Linked DNA regions of Mus musculus: all the other regions are linked to region 1. The links are chromatin contacts, called in public HiChIP or PLAC-seq and promoter capture Hi-C maps. All regions are on one chromosome and are shown on one strand. The core of a region is the stretch at or near the end of the contact, and the rest is flanking DNA. Distances in the headings are between cores, read along the strand shown. Region 1 holds the start of Zkscan2 (zinc finger with KRAB and SCAN domains 2). Region 2 holds the start of Kdm8 (lysine (K)-specific demethylase 8). Region 3 overlaps Nsmce1 (NSE1 homolog, SMC5-SMC6 complex component). Region 4 has its middle 220 kb from the start of Gm30501. Region 5 has its middle 4.3 kb from the start of Gm30560. Region 6 overlaps Gm30717 (a long non-coding RNA gene). Region 7 holds the start of Nsmce1 (NSE1 homolog, SMC5-SMC6 complex component).

The links. Promoter capture Hi-C pulls out the DNA fragments that hold promoters and counts their contacts. HiChIP or PLAC-seq counts read pairs in DNA pulled down with a chosen protein or histone mark.
Region 2: a contact with region 1 is called in a promoter capture Hi-C map of embryonic stem cells, with 6 times the contacts expected there. The contact joins the promoter of Kdm8 here to the promoter of Zkscan2 in region 1. A contact is called at or near these places in 9 of 39 promoter capture datasets (the 3T3-L1 cell line, cranial neural crest, embryonic stem cells and 3 more) and 11 of 115 datasets of contacts at active chromatin or transcription factors (VIP interneurons, astrocytes, differentiating embryonic stem cells and 7 more).
Region 3: a promoter capture Hi-C map of stem cell-derived epiblast-like cells shows a contact between it and region 1, with 5 times the contacts expected there. The contact joins the enhancer-like site here to the promoter of Zkscan2 in region 1. A contact is called at or near these places in 9 of 39 promoter capture datasets (3T3-L1-derived adipocytes, embryonic stem cells, frontonasal cranial neural crest and 4 more), 4 of 115 datasets of contacts at active chromatin or transcription factors (embryonic forebrain, embryonic midbrain, neural tube and 1 more) and 1 of 9 other capture datasets (embryonic stem cells).
Region 4: a contact with region 1 is called in a promoter capture Hi-C map of second pharyngeal arch cranial neural crest, with 5 times the contacts expected there. The contact joins the enhancer-like site here to the promoter of Zkscan2 in region 1. A contact is called at or near these places in 9 of 39 promoter capture datasets (the 3T3-L1 cell line, 3T3-L1-derived adipocytes, the HPC-7 cell line and 5 more) and 1 of 115 datasets of contacts at active chromatin or transcription factors (embryonic forebrain).
Region 5: a contact with region 1 is called in an H3K4me3 HiChIP or PLAC-seq map of embryonic forebrain, with 14 times the contacts expected there. The contact joins the enhancer-like site here to the promoter of Zkscan2 in region 1. A contact is called at or near these places in 15 of 39 promoter capture datasets (the 3T3-L1 cell line, the HPC-7 cell line, cranial neural crest and 9 more), 1 of 15 datasets of contacts at CTCF or cohesin (large pre-B cells), 3 of 484 Hi-C or Micro-C datasets (CD8 T cells, bone marrow-derived macrophages and cochlea), 9 of 115 datasets of contacts at active chromatin or transcription factors (SST interneurons, astrocytes, embryonic forebrain and 6 more) and 2 of 9 other capture datasets (embryonic stem cells and liver).
Region 6: a contact with region 1 is called in an H3K4me3 HiChIP or PLAC-seq map of embryonic hindbrain, with 17 times the contacts expected there. The contact joins the enhancer-like site here to the promoter of Zkscan2 in region 1. A contact is called at or near these places in 16 of 39 promoter capture datasets (the 3T3-L1 cell line, 3T3-L1-derived adipocytes, the HPC-7 cell line and 10 more), 1 of 484 Hi-C or Micro-C datasets (embryonic stem cells) and 4 of 115 datasets of contacts at active chromatin or transcription factors (differentiating embryonic stem cells, embryonic hindbrain, embryonic midbrain and 1 more).
Region 7: an H3K27ac HiChIP or PLAC-seq map of embryonic stem cells shows a contact between it and region 1, with 9 times the contacts expected there. The contact joins the promoter of Nsmce1 here to the promoter of Zkscan2 in region 1. A contact is called at or near these places in 6 of 39 promoter capture datasets (3T3-L1-derived adipocytes, cranial neural crest, embryonic stem cells and 3 more), 5 of 115 datasets of contacts at active chromatin or transcription factors (embryonic forebrain, embryonic midbrain, embryonic stem cells and 1 more) and 1 of 9 other capture datasets (embryonic stem cells).

The regions. Positions count from the first base shown.
Region 1 is chr7:123,498,649-123,502,050 of GRCm38.p6, forward strand. Zkscan2 (zinc finger with KRAB and SCAN domains 2) reads right to left here and starts at 1,978. Exons shown (of 7, transcript NM_001081329.2): 1 at 921-1,978; 2 at 1-124. The coding sequence starts at 1,319.
Region 2 is chr7:125,442,749-125,446,249 of GRCm38.p6, forward strand. Kdm8 (lysine (K)-specific demethylase 8) reads left to right here and starts at 1,872. Exons shown (of 8, transcript NM_029842.5): 1 at 1,872-2,044.
Region 3 is chr7:125,470,374-125,473,879 of GRCm38.p6, forward strand. Nsmce1 (NSE1 homolog, SMC5-SMC6 complex component) reads right to left here. Exons shown (of 8, transcript NM_026330.4): 3 at 1,735-1,856; 4 at 1,502-1,579; 5 at 740-886. Among named protein-coding and RNA genes, the nearest start is that of Nsmce1, 19 kb to the right of the region's middle. Within about 2 kb of position 1,733, at least 173 of the 459 cell types and tissues checked have an H3K27ac peak or open chromatin away from gene starts, as enhancers often do.
Region 4 is chr7:124,989,485-124,992,500 of GRCm38.p6, forward strand. No RefSeq gene overlaps it. Among named protein-coding and RNA genes, the nearest start is that of Gm30501, 220 kb to the right of the region's middle. Within about 2 kb of position 1,462, at least 23 of the 459 cell types and tissues checked have an H3K27ac peak or open chromatin away from gene starts, as enhancers often do. A contact at or near this core is called in second pharyngeal arch cranial neural crest, where this site is marked.
Region 5 is chr7:125,391,984-125,395,384 of GRCm38.p6, forward strand. No RefSeq gene overlaps it. Among named protein-coding and RNA genes, the nearest start is that of Gm30560, 4.3 kb to the right of the region's middle. Within about 2 kb of position 1,853, at least 135 of the 459 cell types and tissues checked have an H3K27ac peak or open chromatin away from gene starts, as enhancers often do. A contact at or near this core is called in CD8 T cells, embryonic forebrain, embryonic limb bud and 2 more, where this site is marked.
Region 6 is chr7:125,421,982-125,425,487 of GRCm38.p6, forward strand. All of the region lies in intron 1 of Gm30717 (a long non-coding RNA gene), which reads right to left. Among named protein-coding and RNA genes, the nearest start is that of Gm30717, 5.2 kb to the right of the region's middle. Within about 2 kb of position 2,205, at least 31 of the 459 cell types and tissues checked have an H3K27ac peak or open chromatin away from gene starts, as enhancers often do. A contact at or near this core is called in the HPC-7 cell line, where this site is marked.
Region 7 is chr7:125,489,707-125,492,766 of GRCm38.p6, forward strand. It overlaps Nsmce1 (NSE1 homolog, SMC5-SMC6 complex component), which reads right to left and starts at 1,737. Exons shown (of 8, transcript NM_026330.4): 1 at 1,707-1,737.

The sequences.
Region 1 (3,402 bases), core at 728-3,227:
GGCTTCCAGCTTCCTCCAGAGAAACAACCCTGTGCTGGGTCTCCAGTTGCTCTGGCTCAAAGTCAGCTACTTCCCACACAGTTCTAGGTGGGGCTTGCTTCTCTGAAGGCAGAGGGCTACTGACCTGCAAAACAAAGTCAACATCAACAAAGAAAATCGGAGGAAAGGAATTGCAGTCCCAACAGAGACGTTAAAGGGCAGGAGAACTGAGGGGGGAGAGGATCTCCACGGACGGAAGCGGGCTCACAGTCATTTGGGAATATGGGAAAAGGAGAGCGCTCTTTATTTGTGTATTTTTTTGAGGGGTCATTACTACAAAGTCCTCTTATATATCAGGTGCACAGAGAACTAATCAGAACACTAGTGAAGTGAAGAATCACAAAATCAACTCCTGAGCACACCCTGTGCAAGGTGAGACTGTAAACCTGTCAGACACTGAGGACTTCACACGGTTAACAAGAGGGCGCTGAGAATAACTACAGACCGGCAAGCAGGGACATAGAAAAATGATGATCTGGCCGTTAAACTGGATGAGCGCGGAGGAGCACGGCACAGAGAGTATTTCACAGGACACCTGCTGGAATGGTAAGGGTTAGGGAGGGCTCTGGAGATCCATGAGATCTCCCTCTCCCACCAAACCCTGTGAGGCATTAGCTATTTAATACTGTCTCTATCGTTTTGGTAGAAACATTATACTGAGGATTAGAACAAACAAACCATACTTTTAGTTTAATTTGCAAGATCATAGTTCAACCAAAATTCTCTCCTCCATTTAGTATGAATTTCAAATCTGCTTTTTGGGGAATTTGGTTTCCGGATCTTTTAAAAGTCCCATTTATTTCTATAATGAGCTCTTCTTCCAGAAATGTAGCCCTGCCCACCTGCCTTTCCCACCACATCCCTTTAAAATCCTCGCTCACCTGCTTTCGAAGTCTTCTGGTCTCTTTCTCCAAATGCACTACTAGGGCCACCGCCTCCTCTCCGCTTTCTGGACATTGCTTCTGCGCCCAGGTCTGAATCTTCTCAGGCAGAATGGTGAGAAACTGTTCGATTACCAGCTGCTCGAGGATCTGTTCCTTGGAACGCATTTCTGGCTTCAGCCACCGACAGCAGAGTTCCCAGAGTTTACTGAAAGCTTCATGGGGTCCTGTCACATCCTCATAACAGAACTGCCTGAAGCATTTACGGAAGGACTCACATTCAGTGCTGCCTGATCTTTCCAGAATGGGCTCCGATACCCACTCGGAGTCCTTTTCCACTTTCATTATGAGGCACTCCTCAACTTCCACGTCGATCTGAGGGTTCATGACAGTAGCCATGATCCAATGGGGCCAACAGGTCTAGCTCCAAGTCAGGGCCCAGAGAAGCTTCCGAGTGCCCTCCACTTAATGCCCTTGGAAATATGGGACCGTAGAGACATAAAAGACAGCAGTTAGCTGGGACAAGGAACTCCAGGCTGATTAATCAAATTTGTACAAGGCTCTTGAAAGGGTGAATGTGCACCCACCCCAAAGTCTGCAAACCCGGCCTCTTATCCAATCAAGATGCGCCCCCTCCCATGAGGTTCTTTAAGGTGCAAGGTCGGAAAGACCTTAGGTTAGAAGCTAGGCTGGAAGGGGACCCAGGGGACTGATGCTGGGCGGAGGCGCCGATCGGGAGGGGGTGTGTCCGCGAGGCGCGGCCAGCCCTGGGGTCCTGGTCCAGGTCCAGGCCGCTGCAGGTGCCCACCAGGGGCGCGAGCGCAGGAATGTCCGGACTCGCAGCGGCGCCTGCAGCGCTCGGGGTTCCTCCGCACGAGGATGCCGAGAACCTCGGCCAGAGGGGAAGAAGCTGCGGGATGAGGCTAGGCCTCGCGGGGGGCGGCGAACGGCTGGCGCGCTGCCCTGTCAGCTCCGCCAGCGCAGAGCGCGGGGGGCGCTGGGAGCCGCGGCCACGCATGCGCCGCTCGCGACCGGGGTCCGTGCGAGGCTTCCTCGCGGGCAAGGAGGGGGGCGGGAAGGCATGCGTGGAGGAATCTCGCGAGAGCGCGCAGCACCGCGACTTGCCGCCGAGGGACTTTAGGAATGAGGGTGAAGGGAAATTCTGGGCGGAGGGACACGCTGAGGTCTGATCCTATTCCTCCAGAGATTGTGAAGCAGGACGCGAGCTAGCGTCCTGCCTCAGGCCAGGCAGACGTTGCGGGAGGCTGGAGTAATTTCTTTAGTGGAAGGGGTGCGCGCGTGTGTGTTGGGGTTGCGGGTGGAGGGACTTCTTTGTGACAACTGGCGGAGGGATTACAGTCAGCATCTGGCTGTGCATGGATTGCTACTGTCTGGGAGCCTTGGTTGGAGCCAGGACTCCTGAGGAAGGATGTGTGGCTAGCTCTGTTCAAATGTATGGTCAGGAGAAGGCTTATTTTCATTTTGGGGAATCTCTTAATTACCCAAGGCTCTGAGGTCTGAGTAGCCAACGGGCTATCTGGGACCTAATAGGACCGGGCCTAGATTCCCCTACTGCTGCAAAACTTCATAGCTAGATGTCTCAGAGCCTGCTGGCTCATAAATGTCTGTCCTGTAAGTGCCTACTTTGTGACAATGTTTTAGGCTCTTGGCATCGTTAGTGGGCAGCACAACTCTTATTCTCAGAGGCAGGTAGCTTATTAGAAAACAGACCAATGACTTATTTCTCAAAGGTTTTGCCATGATTTGGCTAGTTCTAGCATCGAAGCGGCATAGAGAATACCATAAGGATAAATGGCACGGCATAAACTGAAGGAAGGTCAGAACGGAATAATCCGCGGGTGCATCTAGTTAGTATCTGCCACGGGAGAGATGGAGCCAATACACAGCCTGTTTTAATTGCATTTAAAGATAGTATTATTGAGTACTGGTTTCTTACCAGACATGGTGGTAGGTGATAAGCAAAACAAGATCTCCTATCATTAGTAGTTACAAATAAAGTTCTGTATACCTGGGGTGAATCCTTCCAAGAAGAGAAACACATTCAAGATTTGGTTTAGGTAAGAGGTCTGGGTGAATTTCTTGGAAGAAGTAGTACTAAGGATGAGATCCAAAAGACAGACCTCTAGTGGGGATTGAGCAAAGACTGGCCTTCACAAGAATCCCATAGAGAGGATGAGGTTGTCTCTATTTTAGAGTTTAGGGCGCTGAGACCTCAGTAAGGGTGGTGCAAGCGCTAAAGGTGATGGGGAGTCATGGGATGAGAATAGGGTCTTTTATGTACATGGCCCTCTTGTTGGTATTAAGCCAGGTGCACATCTCAGCAGCTCAAGGTCACAAACTTGAAGGCTTGTTGGACTTAGGGAGATTTACCATGAACTGTGTGAAGGAGAGTATAAGATAAGAAGGAGCTGGGTGTGATGGCACATGCTTGTAATCCTAGAACTTTGGAGGTGGTGGAGGC
Region 2 (3,501 bases), core at 622-3,121, 1.9 Mb after region 1:
TGACTTAGTAAAGAGAGCTTTAAATATATATATATATATATTCGAAAAGAGAAAAAAAAAAAGACCATAGCTTATCATTGTAGTAGAGAGCTTGTGGTCAGAAAGTCTGCAAGTGCCCTGAAGACTAAACAAGAAGAGCTGACAGAGAAGGGGCTGGGGGAAAGGACATATGGAAGTCAGAGGTCAATGGTGGGTATCTTCCCAAATTGCTCTCCATCTCATTTTCAGACAATGTTGATAAGCCACCACCACTGAAATGAGACAACTTAAGCCAGATTAGATTGTATTAAAGGCAGGTTTATTGGAAAAACTGTTCTTGGGTGGGCAAGCTCACTGGCCCCAAGTCCAGGGAAGTTGAGCCATGGGTAGTGGGCGGGGGGTTGTTACAGGGAGGGGAAGAGTGAAGGGAGGGAGGGAGAAAGAGAGAAAGGGGCCCCACACACAGAGTGAAGAGAGAGACCAAAATGTCTGGATTATATAGGGAAGAAGAGCTTCTGGGGGGAAGGGCAGTCCAGCCCCCACGCTAGAAAGTTCAGGGTTGGGAGCAGGGTATGCCAGGTAGGGACTGAGGGATTCTGGGAGAACCTGGAGGCCAGGTCTGCTTTGGTGTGTAAAATATGCACCCGAGTCCCTTGTCCTGGGGTTCAAAACCAAACAAGCATCTCTCACTGAACCTTGATCTCACTGACTCTGCTGGGCTGACAGGACAGAAACCCTGGGGACCCTCCTGTCTCTGCCTCCCCAGTTCTGGAACTGCAGGTGCTTGCCCCTGCACTTGACTTTTTACTGAGAATTTACAGCCAGGCCCTCACACTTGCAAAGCAAGCACTTAAACGACTGCTCATCTTCCCAGTTAGAGCTTTTCTTTCACAGGAAAGAAATCCAAAGCTAGAAAATTCAGGAAATAAAATAGAAGGGTGGCCTGCTAATATAGCAGGTCAGAGCTACTACACCCCGGGTGTCAGCCTGTGCACAGCTGCATGGGGACCAACATGCAGGCACCTAATTTGGCTGTCCAGCATTTTGTTGATAAGTGGGGACAAGTAGTTCGATTAATCACTTATTAAACCAAGCATGAGTTAGGTGTGGTGGCGCATGCCTTCAATCCCAGCACTCTGGAGGCAGAGGCAGACGGATTTCTGAGTTCGAGGCCAGCCTGGTCTATAAAGTGAGTTCCAAGACAGCCTGGGCTATACAGAGAAACCCTGTCTCACACACACACACACACACACACACACACACCCTAAAAACAAACAAACAAACAAACAAAAGACCAAGCATGGAACTTTGGAATGCTGGCCTGTCACAGAGAATGAAGGGATATCCTGGAGTTCTGTCTAAGTCCTATTGGAAGGATGTTTTCCTTGCAGAGACAGGCTGTGTGGAGTGGTGTGGCAGCAACCGATTCAGTGTTCCTGAGAAAACGAAAACTGAGGAGTGCCACATCCCGACTCAATCCCTGCTGACCAGTAGAAGTCACACTCCAAATCCAAGGCTAGCAGATCGCTGCAGGGAATCGTTTGCTGCTGCTGCTCCAGGCACCTCTGGAGTCAACCGGGAGAGAATGCTCGAAACTCAAAACTCGAACTGACTGCCACACCACTCCACATAGTCTGTCTCTGCAAAGAAACCATAGGCCAACTCACGGAAACCAGTCCTGCAAGCAGTACTTGTGGGCTCAAATTATATACGTGACTTCTAAAATCATGTGGCTATTTTTCTTCCACCTCGGCTTCCTACTCTGTAAAATAGGGAGAACTCATTATCTGAGTTGGAAGGATTGGGTAGTCGCAAGTGACAAACTGCTCTGCAAGGTATGACCCGGAAAAGAAAGCTCAAGCCTCCCAAGTCTTTGAACCGGAGGAGGGCGGGGCCTGGCATCGATTGCTCCGCGTTCCTCTAGGCACCCGTCGCGATCAGCCGAGTCAGAAGTGATCGATGCTCTCGGTGTAGTCGGTGATAAAGCCAGCCGAAGAATCTTCGCCCGGACGGAACCAGTCGTCGCCAGCAACGAGAGACACAAACAAGTCCAAGCGCCAGAGAGGTTAGTTGGAGCTCCAGGCAGCTGCAGTTGCTTAGACTTGCAGCCTGGCCGTGAAGGACGGATTGCGCAGGCGCCATGCTAAAGCCCGGCGCGGGCGAGCCGGGACGGTTTCACGCAGGCGCCTTGGGAGGCCTGGGAGCTGCTTGAAAAGCCGCGTGCGTAGTAGCTATCTGCTCCCCACAAACAGTTGAAGGAGCTGCTAGGGATGTCAAATAGCGCATGCGTGCAACTGTCGTGCCCTTCCCTTTTAGGCTTCGGTTAGTGGTTCAAGTGTGAGGATAGGTTTAGTGGCGAGACCGGCCCACATAACCACGCCTGCGCCGTCTGTCCGGAAGGCATGGCTGCGGCCACTGCTACCTGTTTCCAATCTCCATCCTCGAACCCGTTCGCCCAAGTCCGCCTGTCCCCCGTAAGCGGACAGAGGTCCACAGCAACAACCAAAGACTTCCTGGGAGTCGGGGCGTCTTCTCTTAGGCCACTTAGCCAGCCCTCCAATCCAGACTGTCCAGAAGGGCGTGAGCAGCCGGGTACTTTGAGAGAAGGACTGCACGTGCTTTCCCTAGACTGTTGTTCATGCTAAGGCATCCAGCATCCCGCTTAGCAACCAAAACCGGTTTCTGTAATGCATCCCCAAAAAGTGCACTTAGGAAGCGAGGCTTGATTCCGTTCGGCCCCGTTTTTGGCTCCTTTGGTTTTGGTGTGAGCAGCTTAGTTCACTTAGGAAGCCCAGATAGAACCACACAGATTAGATCCTGCACCCTTTGGGTGACATCCTTTCGCAAAAAGCGTCGTTTTGTACACCAACAAATGGGCCTTTATTTAAAGACCTTTTAGAATTAAGGCTACAGAGAAACGTTTTGTGCAACCCGCACCTGGCCATTACTTGAAAGCAGTGCCTTTTGCCTGACACGTGAATGTAGAATACCAGAAGGCCACCTTGCAAGCAAAGACACAGCCCCTACCAACTTCAAAAGCAAAGCAATGGCCGGCAAGATGTCTTTAAGGCCTATTAACTGTTGCACTGTGGGAGAGAAACTTATACTGGAACATATGAGGCCATTGAGGCTGGTACATGTGGCCTGTGTTTGGGTGATTGTGGGTGTCATTTTACCAACAATAACCCCCGGTTTTGTTTGTCTAGGCTCTTAAATTTATAGTCTCCTGGTTTAGGTGGTGAATTCCACAGTTAGGCCATCTATACCTGACTATTGGAAGCCTATTTATACATCTCACAATAAACTTTTATATGGTACTCTGGGAAGCCAATTTAGAGGCTAGTGTGGGTACACTGTTAAAGACTGGTTTATAAACCAACAGTTGCTCCCTTCTGTGGCAGGCCTTTTGGTTAATACTGCCTTTTCTAAGAGGCAATTCGGGGAGAGGGTATAGGAAGCCAGGCCATACTTATAGCCAGGTTACAGGGCCACTTAGTCTGGTCCTATCTGTGTCAGACCGGG
Region 3 (3,506 bases), core at 483-2,982, 2.0 Mb after region 1:
CGGTCAACAATCCTTCAGTGGGGCCCCTACAGAACTCACAGCAGCCCTGCCCAGAAAGTGGAGGAGCCCAGAGGTGCTCTCCCAACCGCGACCCCTACTGCCTGAGCCTGTGCCTTCCTTCACCAGATACATGGTGAACGAGAACTCAAGGGATACCCAGTGACAGGACTGAGAAGATTGAGGGGCTGATGGGTGGCAAGGTGGAGGGCCTCCATGCTCCCCTCCACAACAGCTCACAGATTTTTTTCAGGACTCCCATTAAACCCTTGCAGCCAAAAAAAAAAAAAAAAAAAGCTGAGCAGTGGTGGCACACACCTTTAATCCCAGCATTCTTTGGGAGGCAGAGGCAGGCAGAATTCTTAGTTCGAGGCCAGCCCGGTCTACAGAGTAAGTTCCAGAACAGCCAGGGCTACACAGAGAAACCCTGCCTTGAAAAAAAAACAAAACAAAACAAACAAACAACAAAAAAGAAAACGCTTGCAGCAGCTCCAAGCTGTCTACAGAAGGGACAGCCAGCAACTTCATTCTGAAAGGCATCTGATAAGCCTTCCATTGATTCCAGCCTCTTCCACTTGTGGCTGCAGCACTTAAGACAGACCATGTGAAAGTCAGGGAACACAGGCTCTCCTCTCAGAGGTCATGGAAAGCTTACAATAGAGAAGGGCCCACAGACAGGCCGGGCTCAACTGCTAGCACACAGACTGTGCACTCCTGAGTGAACGGGGAGGCCCCAGGGTACCTCAATCAACCACTTGCTCTGCACAAACTTCTGCAGCACCTGCTCGGCCTCCTTCTTCCTCATCTTTTTCCCTTTGAGTTGATCAACTAGGTTCAAAATGTTTGTAGAAGAAGCAAAGCCAGTTTCTGAGTCAACGATCAGTTCCAGCTGCAAGAGAAAGAGGTGCCTTATTCATCTATTTGAATAACAAACTCGACACCTAAGCCTCCAGCCAGCCCTGGTAGGAGAAGCTGCATGGACCCACACCAGGCACATCCCTACGACAGGTGCTAGGTATCCAATGTGCACACAGGTTGTGGCCCTTGTCCTAGCTTTATTCTCCACACACTGTAGACAGCCTAGGAGCACCACAAAATGGTTAAACTAGAAAGTCTACCTGCCTCGATGGGCCCAGTCAAGCTGAAACTGGAGAGGGGCGCTCCTTTCCCACCTTCCCCAGAGCTGCTATGTGCTCCCAGGACTCAGAACGTCTTAGCCAGGTGTGTGGCACATGGGCTGAGCACACTGCTACAAAGCTTGGACAAACCGTCCAGTGAGCGCCTCATTAAAGTGCAGGGCTGGGTTTGGAGCATTCTGGGCCAGGGACTGGGACCCATGCACTCCCACGAGTTCTCAGGTGCTCTGTTTGACAGGTAGCTTAAGGCCTGTCACTCCCTGTGAGACCCAGGAAGCTGGGAAGCATGACAGTGGCCTCCACAATTGCCGTTTCTATTTCCTCCCGTTAGAAACGCTGCATATGGTAGCAATGAGTACTGTACTCACAGCCTTTCTAAACAGATCCAGCTCGTTCTCTGCAAAATCCGTAGCCATTTTGGAAACTGAAGTTGTAGCAAGATTCACCTAAAAATAAACCACATAAGGATCAGGCCACGTGTCCACCACAAAGCTGATCACTTTCTCACCCCTCTCTCAGAAGCATGGGTCCCGCACGAGCCACTGCAGAGCCCTCTGAGCCAGTTTCTCAAAATGCCACTAGAGGGCGCTGCCTCGCATACCAGTGCATAAATGGGTCTCCCATCATCTTCCGTGACTCCTTTCTTTATCTCAATATACAGAGACTCCAGGACACTGTTGATGTTGTTGATGAAGTCCTCCAGCTTATCTACAGTCGCATTTCCTGGAAATAAGCAGGCAGGGATGGGAGTGGATTCGTCGAAAAAGCACACACAGCCTGTTTCAATCTCTGGCCCCTGACCACACTAGCAGCCCCAACAGAAATGTTTTGGCTTTCTTGGGCCAATGCCAATATTGTGGTTTCTTTCTTCCCGGAGTGCTCAAAGATAAGCTGAGACAGATGGTGTAGTGAGGCAGAAAGGCGGACAAGATTGTTATCTCAGACCACTGAGACAGTAGCCTTCCTTCCTCTTCCCCAAGGCTTCATGCTGCACCAGTGGCCCTCCACAGCTCCCTCCTCCTAGAAAGCTAGCCAGGACACATCTGAAGGCCTTGGGCCAGCCCAGGCCTGAGCCACAACAGGGTAAGTGAGGCACTCACAGCAGAAGAGGCCCTGTTCTAAGCATAATCCAAGCAGCTATTGCCCAAGTGTCCTCCCACTGGCCCTTCTCGGGCCCTGGCAGCTCTGAGCACAGGCAGAGACGGTGTGAACTGTGGGAGCCTGGCTCTAGCGGAAGCTCCTGCTATGCCACCATCAGGAGGCCACCAGCCATCAGGAGGCCACCAACAGGGACCTTTTTGAGAGCCATGAGTCTGAGGAGGGGAAAAGGTCCAGAAGCAGGGGGCTTGGGTGAACAGATACTAACAGCTGGTGAGAAAGACCAGGAAAGGATGCAAAGGGAGAGGGCATGTGTTACACATCCCAGCTTGGAGAGTCAGCCCCTCTGTCGGCTACAGAACCTGCTCTAACACAGTGAAGGCATACGGCCAGCTTCATACACTAGAATTACCGATCTGCAGTGTGATACTTTCAAGACCAGAGTATACCTGTTTTCACTTATTAAAATAATGTCAAAGGATTTATACTTTAGAGTTACTTTGGGAAGCCCAGCAGTGGTAGCTCACGCCTTTTAACGCCAGCACTCGGGAGGCACAGGTAGGCCTCAGAGTTTAACAGGCAGCCTGGTCTGCAGACTGAGTTTAGGGACAGCCAGGGCGACACAGAGAAACCCTGTCATGAAAAAAAACAAAACAAAACAAAAAAAAAACAAGCAAAAAAAAATTTTAAATAAAGAAAAAAAAACAAAAAACAGAACCACTGAGAAAAAAACTGCAGGAAAAACAAAAACAGAAACAGACACCATGCCACCATTTATGTTACTAAGCTTACTAAGGCTTGCACTAGAAAGAAGACTCATCTAAAGGGTCAGTCTCACTTCCTACAGAAAGTGGGCATTTCTAACACTGTGTAACAAAAATAAAGCCAGCTTAAAAGACAAAAGGTAATATTGGTAGCAGGGGAAGACATGCAACATTAAGGGCAAACAAAGACCCAGACTCATGGGTTCACAGTAATAGCAACATACATGTGCTGCAGTGGCTCTTTGTCCCTTTGTTTAATAAATCCAAGTTAAATGAAAAATCAGTATCAGCTATTAAGTGGAAAACAATGATGCGGGAGGAGGAAGCCAGGACTCAGAGCTGACATTCGCACCTCCCACTGCGGCCCCCTGACACCAGAGCCGATGCAAAGGGGCCTTTCCCATGACACACTCTGCTGGGCATGTAAGATGGCTGACACACGGTGAGGACCCCTTCTCGTCCCAGGTACCAACTTTGAAAGACTGATACTAATTCTGACAAGGGACTCAGG
Region 4 (3,016 bases), core at 212-2,711, 1.5 Mb after region 1:
GGTGTCTAGGCATGAAGACCATACAACAAAAGCTGCATCTGGAGGTAGGTTCTGTGCTCCAGGAGCACCCCAAACCCCGAGAGGATTATCAGTAGAGAGGCTGAAGAGAAGAAGCCCAGCAGAAGCAAAATGCAAAATCCCAAGAGACATACTACTGCAGGACCCAACGGAGAACACTGTCCAGGGTCCTGATAAAAGGAGCCTGGCTGCAGAGTGACTTGATCCCTGAGGACTAGAATAGATGCCAGATGAGGCTCTGTCACAATGGTCCTGCAATCATGCAGATGAACGAATGCCCGTACCACCACCCCTTAATTCTCTAACAAGATTTCACAAACTTTAAAGGCATGCACCCTGCTCAGGTTAGACCAAGGGAAGAGATCCTTCCTTTCTACCACAGTTGAACTGAGAGACTGGATGCAAAGCACATGGAAACAGGAGCCAGCTCTGTCAGATCTCAGATGATCATGTCTATAGTCTCTTCTTCCTTTTCTACTCTCTAGAGTCCAGAGCACTGGAGGCAATTCCCATGATGAATCATGAACCCAGTTGTAGCAAAGCAGTGGCTGCCTGCCCTCCTGAGGAGTTAACACAGCTGATGCTTGTGACCATCTGCACGGCATGGTCTGACTCTATTTCACCCCTAACTTGCACTCCAAGGCAATGGGGGTGTCATGTATTTCTTAGCAGTGTATCCTCAGTGTCTGGAGGAAACTCACCCTGGTTAAGTATAAGATTCACAATTTGGTAGGGGCTGAAGCTGCCCAAGAGTTCTCATCCCTGATCTTGCCTTTGTAACTTTCTTTCACATTCAAAATTACTTCAAATTAAACAAAAAATAGCAATAATGCTAGTAGGGAAAAAGGAAAGAAAGGAAAAGAAAAGGGAAGGAAGGAAGGAAGGAAGGAAGAAAGGAAGGAAGGAGGGAGGGAGGGACGGAGGGGGGACGGAGGGAGGGAGGGGGAGGGAGGGAGGGAGGGAGGGAGGGAGGGAGGGAGGGAGGGAGGAAGGAAGGAAGGAAGAAAAAAAAGAAAGAAAGAAAGAAGGAAGGAAGGAAGGAAGGAAGGAAGGAAAGAAAGAAAGAAAGAAAGAAAGAAAGAAAGAAAGAAAGAAAGAAAGAAAGAAAGAAAGAAAGAAAGAAAGAAAGAAAGAAAGAAAGAAAGAAAGAAAGAGGAATCAAAGCAAGAAACCCTGGCTGCCTTCAGTTACTGCTGTCACTCCTGAGGACACCTTGCCCTGTCTCCAGTCCCAGAAGCTCTGGATGCTTCACAAAATCCTCTGCAATAAGTGTCTGGCAGCACCCGAGTGAGGAGGATGCTGGCTGCCAGGCTTTCTAAGAGGCCCCGCCATCATCCAGCTTCCCCCATCGGTGCCAGCGCCTCAGCAAGGCAATTGAAGGATTTTATTATAATGGCACTTTGCGGAGCTCACTCAACCCGTCAAAATAATTGTTTGACTTAATGTGAAATCTGAGCTTCGCAGCTGCATGAGGCAGTCCTCCTCGGGATCGCGGGGCTGGCTGCTGGCACTGCCTGTGCGCATTTTAGAGTCTGGAATTAACAGCAGTTTCGAAGCCTCCCTAATTAGTTACAGTGCTGCCCGAGGTGTCATCTTATTTTATTTTATTTTATTTTTTTATGAGCCAAATAACATATTGCCGCTTAAGTTTCTGGAAGACAGGGAGCTATAAATAAAACTACAATTTACTTGAAGTCTATCACACAGATATACCAAGTTCAGAAGTTACTTTTTCTTTGACTAATGAGATAAAAACTTCGTCTGCAGAGTGTGTGTGCGAATGTGAACATCACAGCCCTACAGGGAGAAAGGAATTCTCCAAAGGCCAAGGAAACTGCAGCTGAGGGAGGATCTGGTTATCGTACTCGCCAAGGCTAGCGTCTGCACTCCCACACAGACCTGTGCTCTTTGCCTCCTGCCCAGGAGACTACAGGCTTCTCCCTTCCTGTCTCAGGCCTTGGTTCCCCTGTGTCTACTGAGAAGGATGGTCACAAGCTGCTTCTCTTGCTTTGAAAACACTCGGACACCTTAGGCAGTCCAAACAGTTCACACCAATGATGGGTGGTGCGATGTCACCGTTAAAGGGTTGAACTCAGGGAGTGGGGGTGGGGTAGGGGTGGGGGGCAGACAGCTTGACTTCAAACTTGTCATTCATTACTACATACTAACTCAAGAAAATCTCTCAGTCTGCTTCTCACTTCTTTCACCTGGTAGAAACTATGTAGCCAGCCCAGGCGGTTTACACACCCAATTGAGTGTTTCTTGTGAGAAAGAACAGTCTTGTTTGTTAGAGAATAGGTTAGAACCGGAGGCCCAACTGAGCAGTCAACTAAGCCAGATATGGAAAGACAGGAACCTCGCGTTCTCTCTCAGACTTGGATGCTAAAATAAAAATAAATTCAACCTGATTCTTAGAGGCTAAGAAGGGTGGAGAAAGGGAGGGAGAGAGAGGTTGGAACTGATCAGAGCATCCTGGATGCGTGTGTGGGGATACCAAATTCAATCCCAGATGCAATATTCATAATTAATGTGCTAATCAGGAAATTAAAACTAAATAGGCTACAGTTGTATCGCGGTGGTAGAGTATTTGTGTAGCAATCACACATCCTAGGTTCAATTCCCAACACTGCTTATAAAGGTGATAGCAAATAAATTACATTAATAAACAAAGAACTACATAAGCTTAATCAGTATAGTCAAATCGCTTGTGACTCGGAGAGAGAATAGGGCAGACCCTCCCTGCATGTAACACAGCATGCATCTTAGACAGCGCAGACCTTCAGAGTAACAATGATTATGGCTCACATACCACCAAGGTGTGTGAGCCTCCAAAGGTTACATTTCTCAAGCAGATCTCTGTTCTACTCATTATATTAAAATGTGTAGTGCAATTAGTAAACTATGTAGCGCAAAAATATGGGGTACAATAGAAGAAAAAATCAAAAAACACCAAAGCACTGATCTATAGGGGAAAAAAATGTGTGCAAAACATATTCAA
Region 5 (3,401 bases), core at 603-3,102, 1.9 Mb after region 1:
CAGTACCCAGAATCATCTGTCTGCACGCACATCTACTGCAGGCTGGGCAACATGACAGAGGGATGTCCTCCAGGCTCAAACAACAGTTTCGGGGGTGTGGGGGGGAGCCTAGGAGAACACAGAGGAAGTTTCCTGTTTTGGACTGAAAAGGTTTACTCTCACCTCCACTTCCCTTTGCCGGAACAAAATAAACAGTCTTAGCTAACTGCAAACGGCTGGAAAGTGAGATTTACTCAGGAAGAGGAAAAGAATAAAATATGCCAATAGTACCATCTAGAACAGTGACCTCATGGAATTCGTTAAGCCTTCCCAAGCCTTGCTTGCTTGGTTCTGGTAGAAAAGACTATACTGGACCTGTCCCACCATGCAAAGGATACCGGGGACCACTCTGAAATGTTTCTGTCACAGGAGCACAGCTTGAAAACTCTGGCTGGGACTCACACCTGCACCTTCCCACCTGGAAAGGACTGGCAACTTCTCCCTCATCCGCCCCACCCCCATCACCTCTTAGGCCAAATAGTCGTAGCCCCCACCCCACCCCTATCTGCTTTTCTAATACTCATTAGATGACTCTGGACCCCAAAACTACTTACTTTCCTCCCAAGAGAGGAGCAGCCACACCCAGGAATCAGTCTTGGCCAGCAAGGCCTCCAAGACAGCTGTTGGGCCCGGCTCTGGAAGTTTCTCCCCTGGCAACTATGTGGGTGGCTCTGAGCCAAAGAAGTCCTCGTGGCAAAACTAGCAGGAAAGAGAGGGCAAAGATTCAGGCCAGGCCTCCGGTGTCCTACCCCAGCTCTGCCCACTGGGAACCCCCAGCACCATAGAGGACCCACAGATAAGCTTGGGGAACAGAGGAAATGCTGTTTGCTAATGGAATGTGGCCAGGACAGGCAGGCCTTCCAGAGCACAGCCTTGCTGCTTGGTGCTGGCCTGGGGGTGGAGGAGATGAGACTGGAGCTAAACCTGCAAATTCCTGGAACAGGGTGGAAAGAGCGCAGCACTGAATCCGAATCCCAAGCAAATGGGTTCCCCTCACACCCTTTGTCAACACTCAAAATCATTTTCAGCCTCCAACTATAACTCTATGTTACAAGCTGTGCCTTAGGGGGAAAGGGGGGGGGGGCAGAGAGCGCAGGACTCCCAAAACTTAAAACTGTGTTTGTGGTGCTGGGGGGGGGGGGGGACGCCAGGGACTCCCACTTGGTCAACAGGTACTTTATCTACTATCCAACAACCTAGCCCAGAGCTCAGCAATGTTTTAAAGCTTTCTGGAGAGCTTAGGCACAGCTGGAGTCCGGATCCAGGGAGCCATGCACTGTCCCCTGTACACTGCGGACCCTCACCACACAGCCTCACGGAGCCGCGAAGGTTGGTCTAAGGCGCAGAAAAGCTGCCCACTACCCGAAGTCGACTGGCAGGAAATCTGAAGTTATTCAGGCCAAATCCAGAAAGAGAGGAGAGTAGGAGGGCAGAAAAGGCGGGAGCGCGAGAGCGAGCGGAAGGGTGCATGGGTAGGTGGAAGACACTGTGAAGAGATGTGCAGAGGGAATGGAGGAATGAAATCGGGAGAGGACGGGAGGGAGGGAGGGAGGGAGGGGAGAAGGAAGGGAAAGAGAAAGGGAGGGGAGCTGCACATAGGTTCGATGAAACAAAGGGAGAAAAGCCGAATAAATGAGTCACAGATGGGGTGGGAGGGAGGGAGAGGAGCGCGAGGCTCCGCGCTAGACCTGCTAGGGACTTAGGACGCCGCTGCAAGCGCGGGCTCTGGTCGCAGGCTCGCAAACCTGAGCACGCGCGCAGTCTCAACTCGTGGACGCCGCTCAGGCTCTAGCAGTCATAAGGCCTGGGTGCCCCCTAGCGGTCATATGTGGCACTGCAGCGGCGGTGTGGCGGGACCTTGCACTCTTCCCTAGGGATGTGCGCTGCACCGAGTTCCCGAAAACTCCTCCTTAAAAGCCACTTCCTTGCTCTCGCTACAAACCTTAGGACCTCCTGCCCTGGCATCCTCTGGAGAGCAGAAAGATAAGCGCTTCCTAACGCTCTTTTCTGAAAAGGCTTCCTATTCCCTTCCGTGAAAACGGATCAGTAAAGGTGGGGGGGAGAGAAAATGGTTTGAGTTAATTTAAACTGTGTCTGCCGCGGGCAGCAATCCAAGAAAGGGTTTCCTTTTTTTTTTTTTTTAAGTCCTGGTGGAAGCATCAAGGGAAGCTCTTTGCTGCAGCCCAGCGGCCAGATGGAGCCAGGTTAGTCCAATGTGGAGGCTGCGGGGAAGAAGTCTCAGGCAGCCAGGAAGCCTAGGCCTGGTGGTGCCAGAGAATCACTGGGAATGACAGTGCTCATACTCGCTTGCAAACCCAGCATTCAGAAAGCAGAAGCAGAAATAGAGCCACAAGTTCAAGGGCAGCCTGGCCTCAGGACACAGCAATACCAGACTGAGCACTTTCCCCTCCCAGGCTGTTTGCATAGGTGAGCTTATTTCATGGCCAGAATCTTTGACGTTAGTACTATGTGTCTCCGTGTCACAAGGAGGAACCAGAGACCCTCAGGAATTAAAGGCACCCAGCTAACAAGTGGGTATTAAGCTGCTGGACCTTGTAGAACTTCAGGCTTCGGCTCTGCCTCATGGACAAAGCATGTGGGAAGTGTCTGGAGGCTCTCTCCAAAGTGACCCTGCCAGTGAGTACCCCGGGATGACCCTGGCTGTGGGTGAGGCTGATGACATCACAGTCCCTCCCACCTGTCGTCTCCCTCTGTGCTCCTCCACATCAAGGGGCACAGCCTGCCACTGGCATGGAGTCCCCAGCTTCTTCATCCGTTCAGCAGAGTGTTCAGAGAGTGTCTCCTCCGTGCCAGGCTGTGCTAGAGAGCCAGGAGACCAGACCGTGGCAAACACTAACTAGTAACAACCTGTGATAAACAGATCAGCCAGCAAATGCACAGTGTGGCTGCACATTTGCATGTGACAAGATTATGTACTAAGAGATGGCCTGGCCTAGGGACACCGATGTAAAAGCTCTTATTGGAAGCCGCCTCGAACTCAGAAGTTTACAACTATGCCCCAGCTCCCCCGCCCCATCCCTGGCCCTTCTTCATACCTGGAGTCTTAGACAAGGAAGCTAGGAGAGAATGAGGACCATCCCTCAAGGCGTTTGAACTTGACCCTGGCTCTAGACGGGAGATCATAGTGACTGTACAGCTCTCTCAGTGCTCAGCGCTTGACTTTGTTTACATCCTCACCACTGATCTCTGCAGTAAGCTTTTGAGGTAGATGCTCTTGATAAACCTGTATTTCCAGGCTCTAAAACCAAGGTGAACAGCTCCGTGGGGCACCAAGATTTTAGGAGGAAAGGGTTTTGTGGCACACAGTTTCAGGGATTTCAGTCCATGGTCACCGGCTTGCT
Region 6 (3,506 bases), core at 955-3,454, 1.9 Mb after region 1:
GGGATGAGACCTATGGGTGGGTGTGTTAAACTAGGGAGAGCTGTGCCTGGCACTCAGCAAGTTGCTGGTCAGTGCTTGCCAACAAGGTCACCACGGTCTATAATGTCCATCAGCACCTGCCCTTGGGAAGATGACAGGCAGTCCCAAGGTTCCTCTGCATGGTTGCAGGCCTGTTTCAGGTTCAATGGACTACAACCCAAGCTTCAAGGACAATGAGTCTATTCCTGCTGACATCTAAGAAGGCCCTTTTGCAAAAAAAACCATAGCTGTGTCTTTGTCTTGTCCAGCTATATCCCCCCTCTGTGGTGCTCTGATGTGAGTGTCCTTGATCCCTAGGCTTTTGTTTGGTCCCTGGTAACGCTGTCTTGGGAGAGGCTGAGTATTTTAGGAGGTGAAATGCTGGGTATTTTAGGAGGTGAAATGCGGGGCAGGGTAGGGTGGGGACCCTCGGTGAGCACAGGCCCTTCTGCCCTATACTTCCTGCCTGTAGTGCCATGAAGAATGGCCACCACCACACATTCCACCACTGTGATGTTCTGGCTGAGCACAAAATGCCCAACGACCAAACACCGTGAAACCATGATTCAAAGCTGACCCTCCCTCTTGGATGTCGAATCTATAACATATATTGTTCCAGCAACAAGTAACTAGACCCTCCCCAAAGCTCACACATCCAGCGGCCTTACTAGTATTACTATACAAAATTTAATTTAAAGAGAAACGTCCAGAGCCTGGCAGTGTTTCGTTCTCTTTGCAGACTCCCACACTATGCTGCTGTACTGTCCATCTCTATGCTGCTGGTGGCTGCCATGGAGTCTGCACTCAGCATCTCACTACTGTGGAGTGGATAGGTGTGGCTTCTTTCCAAGGAGAGAACTGGGAAGCAAGGAAGGCACTGCCCAGCCTGTGGGTTTAAGGAGGCCCTTGCTCTCAGTTCTGTAGGTGCATAGGGTCACTACTGAGCAGAAGGACCTCTTAAAGGGCCGTATCCTGAATATCTTCCCTCTTCTCTTCCTATTCCTGGTCCTGCTTTCTCACCAGACTTTCTGTCAGATCCCAACATATCTGAATCCTCTTAGAATTTGCTGGGCCGACGTTTGCCTGACTGCCTAATAGAATAATAGTGTAACAGGAAACATTTCCTTCAACCTAACCTCCTGCTAAGCACATGGTCATGTGACTTCCCATTTTACAACTTCTGAGGTATAGAGAGGTTAAGGGGCTGGCCCAAAGTCACACAGCAAGAAAGTAACAGATTTGAACCTGTCATCCCACTCCCTCTGTCAAGCCCTTCCAGGAAAAGTGCTGCCTGGCTGTAAGAGTCACAGGAAATGGGAACTGCAGTCACTAGATTAATAACTCACTAGTAGACCTCACGACCACTGAATCATCTTAGAACCTAGTTATCATTAGTAGCATCTGTGTCTGTTTTAATAATTTCATGATTGCTAAGAAAGACCTGGCCATCAAGCTGTCGCTCCAGGTCAGGTGACATGGCAGAGCTCATGTGACCCTCTGTACAACAGAATTAGATGGCATTATTGTTTTCTATTTTACAGGTGGGGAAACCAAGACACAGAAAGTGAAATAAGTTGCTCACGTCACACAGAGAAGCAGAGAGTAAATGAGAACTCAGTAAGGGGTAGAGATGTAGGAGGTTGGGAGGAGAGGACAGAACAGAGCTGACTACACACGCCCAACCCACCTACCAGGCTCTGGAAATGGATGAGACCCACTACCATTTGTGGTCAGGCGCTGACCCTGGCTCCTCTTTCCTCTCTGAATTCCATGAGAATAGCTGTTTTCCTCAGAATCCCTACCCACTCCCCCAGAGACAGCAGTCTTCCAACAATAAGAAGCAGATGTTCTCCTCTTTAGCTTTAAGCCAAGAGACAATTCATGAAGTTCCAAAAATCACGTAACATACCATAATAATCCCATGACATCACTCACACATAATAACTGTCAGGTCCCGACCCCCAGGATGGCAGTCCGGGCTCAGTTCCGGCTGCACCAGCACTCCTCTGAAACCGAGCAAAGTGGGTTTCTGTTTGCCAGGGAGAGCCATTGCTTTCTCTCTCTTACCTCTTTGCCAACCTCCTTAGGGTGCAGCTAGTTCTCTAGTCACCCCAACAAACCTCCAAAGACCAAAGCCTCCCCCCCCCTCACCGCTGCAGCATAACCCCTTTAACTGGCAGGGCTCCCACCATCCCCTGCCATCCTCTCTGCTCTTCTCCAGGACCAAGGTAACCAAAGACAGACACAAGATGTGGAAAGGAGGGAGGGAAGGGGATAGTCTCTCAGTGTCCCTGAGGCTGACTGAGGACAAGAGCAATGGGTAGGAGCTGGGTCCTGCAGCAGGGGCGGGGTGGGGCATGGACGGGCTCATATATTTGCAAGAGTGAAGCAATGATACCTGGAGTTCCCTGCAGTGTACAGTAGGTAAGAGGGACTATTGTTCATCTTTCTCATTGCTATGACCAAATACCCAACAGAAGCTGGTTATTGAAGGAAAAAGGATTTTTTTTTTTTTGGCTCATAGTTTCGGAGGGTTTGGACCATCATAGCAGAGAAGGTACGGTGGGGGCGCTCGGCTCACTGGCAGGGCTCCCATCATCCCCTGCCATCTTCTTTGTTCTTCTCCCTCCCTTTTCTCTCCGCCCCTCCCGGTTTCCCAAGAGGTAGTAGCTATGGCAGGCTCCGGAGAGTGCAGTTAGTTCTCCAACATGGTTGACAGGAAGTAGAGAATAAGAAAGGAAGTAGCCAGAGATAATATATGCCTAATGGCCCACCCCTGGTGACCCATTTCCTCCAGCTAGGTTCCATATTCTAAAGTTTCCAGAGCCTCCCAAAAGAACAGCACTGATTGGAGACCAAGTGGCCACCACGTGAGCTTGTGGAGAGCATTCCATGTGTGATCCACAGCAGGTGCTGAGCGTGAATCGTGGTCCTCCTCCTCAGTATGGGTTACAGTGTCCGCCTTTAAGAGGCTTGAGAACACGGAGAGCATCGTCTGTTGGCACGTGCCGGAAGCCTGTCATGTATAAGGACTCTGAGCTGCCTAGCCCAGTCTCTCAGCCTGCTGGACTCTCTCTTAGGCCACTCAAGACAAACAGAAGCACCTAATCCTGGGGACACTGGAGGAGGAAAGTCTGCCTGGAAGCACTTCTAGCTACCCGTGGTTACAGGGGTTCACAGAGAGTCTTTAAGTGAAGAAAAGGGAAAGAAAAGTCTCCACAAAATATCAGGTTGTGTGTAAAGCTCCGGTGGAGGAAAAATTAAGAGGAATCCAACATGTCCCTCAAGTCTATCCCAAACATCATTGCTACAGCTTTGTGGGTTTGGTTCTTAAATATGTTGTTTTGTTTGATTGCTTGATTAAGATTATTTATCTGTTTTTGCAGTAGTGAGAATTGAAGCCAGAGCCTTGTGCATGCTAGGCAAGCCCATGCTACTGAGCTACATCCACACCTGATATTTTATTTTTAAGATAGTCTCACTATGTA
Region 7 (3,060 bases), core at 487-2,986, 2.0 Mb after region 1:
GAATCCAGGACAGTGACAAAGAAAGCAAGGCTGCTCACATCCACATGGGTACTGCTCAGAACACACTGCATGCAAGCTGGGCACTGTGGCTGCCTTTCATCCCAGCACCCTGAGGCAGAGGCAAGTAGATCTGAGTTCAAGGGTAGCCTGGTCTCCATTGCCAGTTCCAGGTCAGCCAGGGAAAGAGAAACTGTCACAAAACAAACCACAAACACACAAAACCACACCATATGCAAAAAGCAAATCACACATTCACAAGGATGCCAAACACAGAAAGAACTGTACACAGCGATCATGGCAGGGCCATAGCAACTCAGTGAGGCCTATCAACAGCAAGGAAAACAGAATTCAGAGTAGTGGGAAACTTTGTAGAGGAGATTCAATGGGGGGCTGGGGGTATGGAATAATACGTTTCTTAATCTGGTGGTGCTACACCTGAGGTGTTCATTTTATCTTCATAAGTATGTTACAAAACAAAAATACTTAAAGACAACTTAAATATTAATTAGAGAAGAGTGGTACAGAAAAAGTTCAAATGGTGTGATGTGGGGAAAGGGGTCAGAAAATGGGTGTGGAACCGATCACAGGAGCCATGCTTGTTTGTGGCTAGGATGGCAACTATCTGCAATGAGGGACTCTGCAGAGAGGATTAACCATAGATAGGTGCAGCCCACTCAAAGGACTTTAAAACCAAGGCGTTTACAGAATAAGCAATGCTTGGGTACAGCATGGGTGGCCTGTGCTAGGCAGTGTTAATCCGCTGATGGCACAGCCTGGTTTGAAACGCACCAGAACCTCATGAGGAACAGTGTTCCCCAGGAGGGAGCTGGGGCTACAAAGGTACACAAGTGATGGCGATAGTGACGGACAGTACTGCAAAAGCAGTTTCTTTTAAGGCACTGCCAGTCCCAACCGTGGTTGCTGGGCAGTGGTGGTGTACACCTTTAATCTCATCACATGGGAGATAGAGGCAGGCAGATCTGAGTTCAAGGCCAACCTAATTTACAGAGTGAATTCCAGGACAACCACGGCAATAAAGAGAAAACCTGTCTAGAAAACATAACCACAGATGATTAGATAGATTGCTTAGATAGGTAGGTAGATGATAGGCAGACAGACAGAACAAACCATGATCTAGGTTCCTTCTCTAGACTTCTCCAGTCTTGGTCTGGGTTAGAGGTGTTATTTATGGTTATCAGTACGAAATGCAACAAAACACAGAGCACAGGAATCCTATACTTTTCCAAAATCGGACAAACGGATGATTCTGAACACATTTAGCCTCAGGCTTTCAAATGCTGGCTCCACAAACAAAACAAAAAGGGGGGGGGGGAGTGGGGAGGCGGGGCACGCAAGGGGAGGGTGTGGTCGTTTTGAACAGAAGGGTACAAGTGGCTGTCACCAAACAGTGTCAGTGACAAGGCACACTTTCTCCGCCTGACCCATCAGGCGATCGGGAGTCAGGAGCTACAGGAGTTCCAGGTCAGCCTAGGCTACATGGTGAGAGCATGTCTCGAAAAGACAATTTTTTAAAATTTAAATTAACAAATAAACAACTTATGTTGTTATAGAGCTGTTCCAACCCCTGCCTTTTGCGGGCTTCAATATCTCGTCAGCGCCAAAGCCCGCGCCGACCCCATGGTCGATCCCGTTGCCCACAGATGCCCGCTCTGGTCCCCGCAGCACCCCAAAGCCTTCATACGTACCGCAAACCAGCGAGATCACGCCGGAAGCCATATCGGAGCCCGCCTCCAGGGCGGAGAGATCGCCAGACTGGAGCTCCTACTGGTGGGCTACGCGCATTCTCCCGCTCACCAGCGGAGTACTTCCGTTTTCCCCGCCCGCTCTGTTGCTATGGCGCCTTGGCACCTGTGAGCCGCCTTCTGAGCTACGCGGTTTCCCGCGCGGTTTTCGTACTTCCCGGAACGGCTTCCGCCGCCCCCGCCTCTCGCTCGCTGGAGGAGAACCCACGGCGGGACGATCCACGGCCCACGGCCTGTGTCGTAGTAAAACTACTGCAGGCTTTAGACTGGAGACGAAGAATGGCTTTTGTTTTCCTGTGGCCTGAGCTAGAAACTTGGCTCTGCCGCTACTGGTTGAGCGGTGACCTTTCATGGAGCTACTAAGTGGAGTTAAAACAGCCGGTTCTGGGGTCCGCGAGCGTAATCTGTAAAGTGCTTGCTGCCCAGGCAAAGAGAGACCTTGTATCAAAAAACAAAGTGGAGGCCTTCCGAGGAACCACATCTTGCGTAGACCTCTGGCACACACACACAGAGGAAAAAGCATAAGAGACGATCTCACACACACACACACACCAGTCCTGAATACGAGATTTAAAAGAACTAATTGTTCCTATGCAGCACACACACACAGAGGAAAAAGCATAAGAGACGATCACACACACACACAGAGGAAAAAGCATAAGAGACGATCACACACACACACCAGTCCTGAATAAGAGATTTAAAAGAACTAATTGTTCCTATGCAGGTGACCCCTCTGGCCTGCTCTCAGGGACCTAGCGGCTGCTTAAGTCTTCACCCAGGTGCGTGTTGTGGAGAAAAGGCCTCCACCCCAGCCATCCTAGGACTCTCTTCTCTGTCGCTCTGCCTTCTGTTTCTCTTTTGCTAGGCTCTTTTTCTCCGGGTCTCATGGCGACTTCTTTGGCCTCGTTCTCTGAGACCGTTGAAACTGCCCGAGAGTTGCTCCCGGTAAACCTGCTTTTATATTTTTAATTCAGCATGATCTGGCTTATTACGTCAGCGGAGACATTTACTACCTGGGGCAGAAACTTTTTACTAATGTGCAGGGAAAACTAGGACGGCCGCCGAGAAGTGTGGTGTGGTACTGCCTTAGCCACTCTCATCTAAGAATTGTGAGGCCTGATGAAATTGCCACAAGGGTAACTTCAAAGAAATCACTTCTGCCTGCTCAAGGCTTTTCCTTTCCGAGAATTCCAGATGCACGTCTCAGAGCTGGAAATGCAGCCTCGCCCAGGAAAAGTGACTAATTATACAACCGTACGAAGTGCACAGTCCAATCTCTGAAAACATACATGGC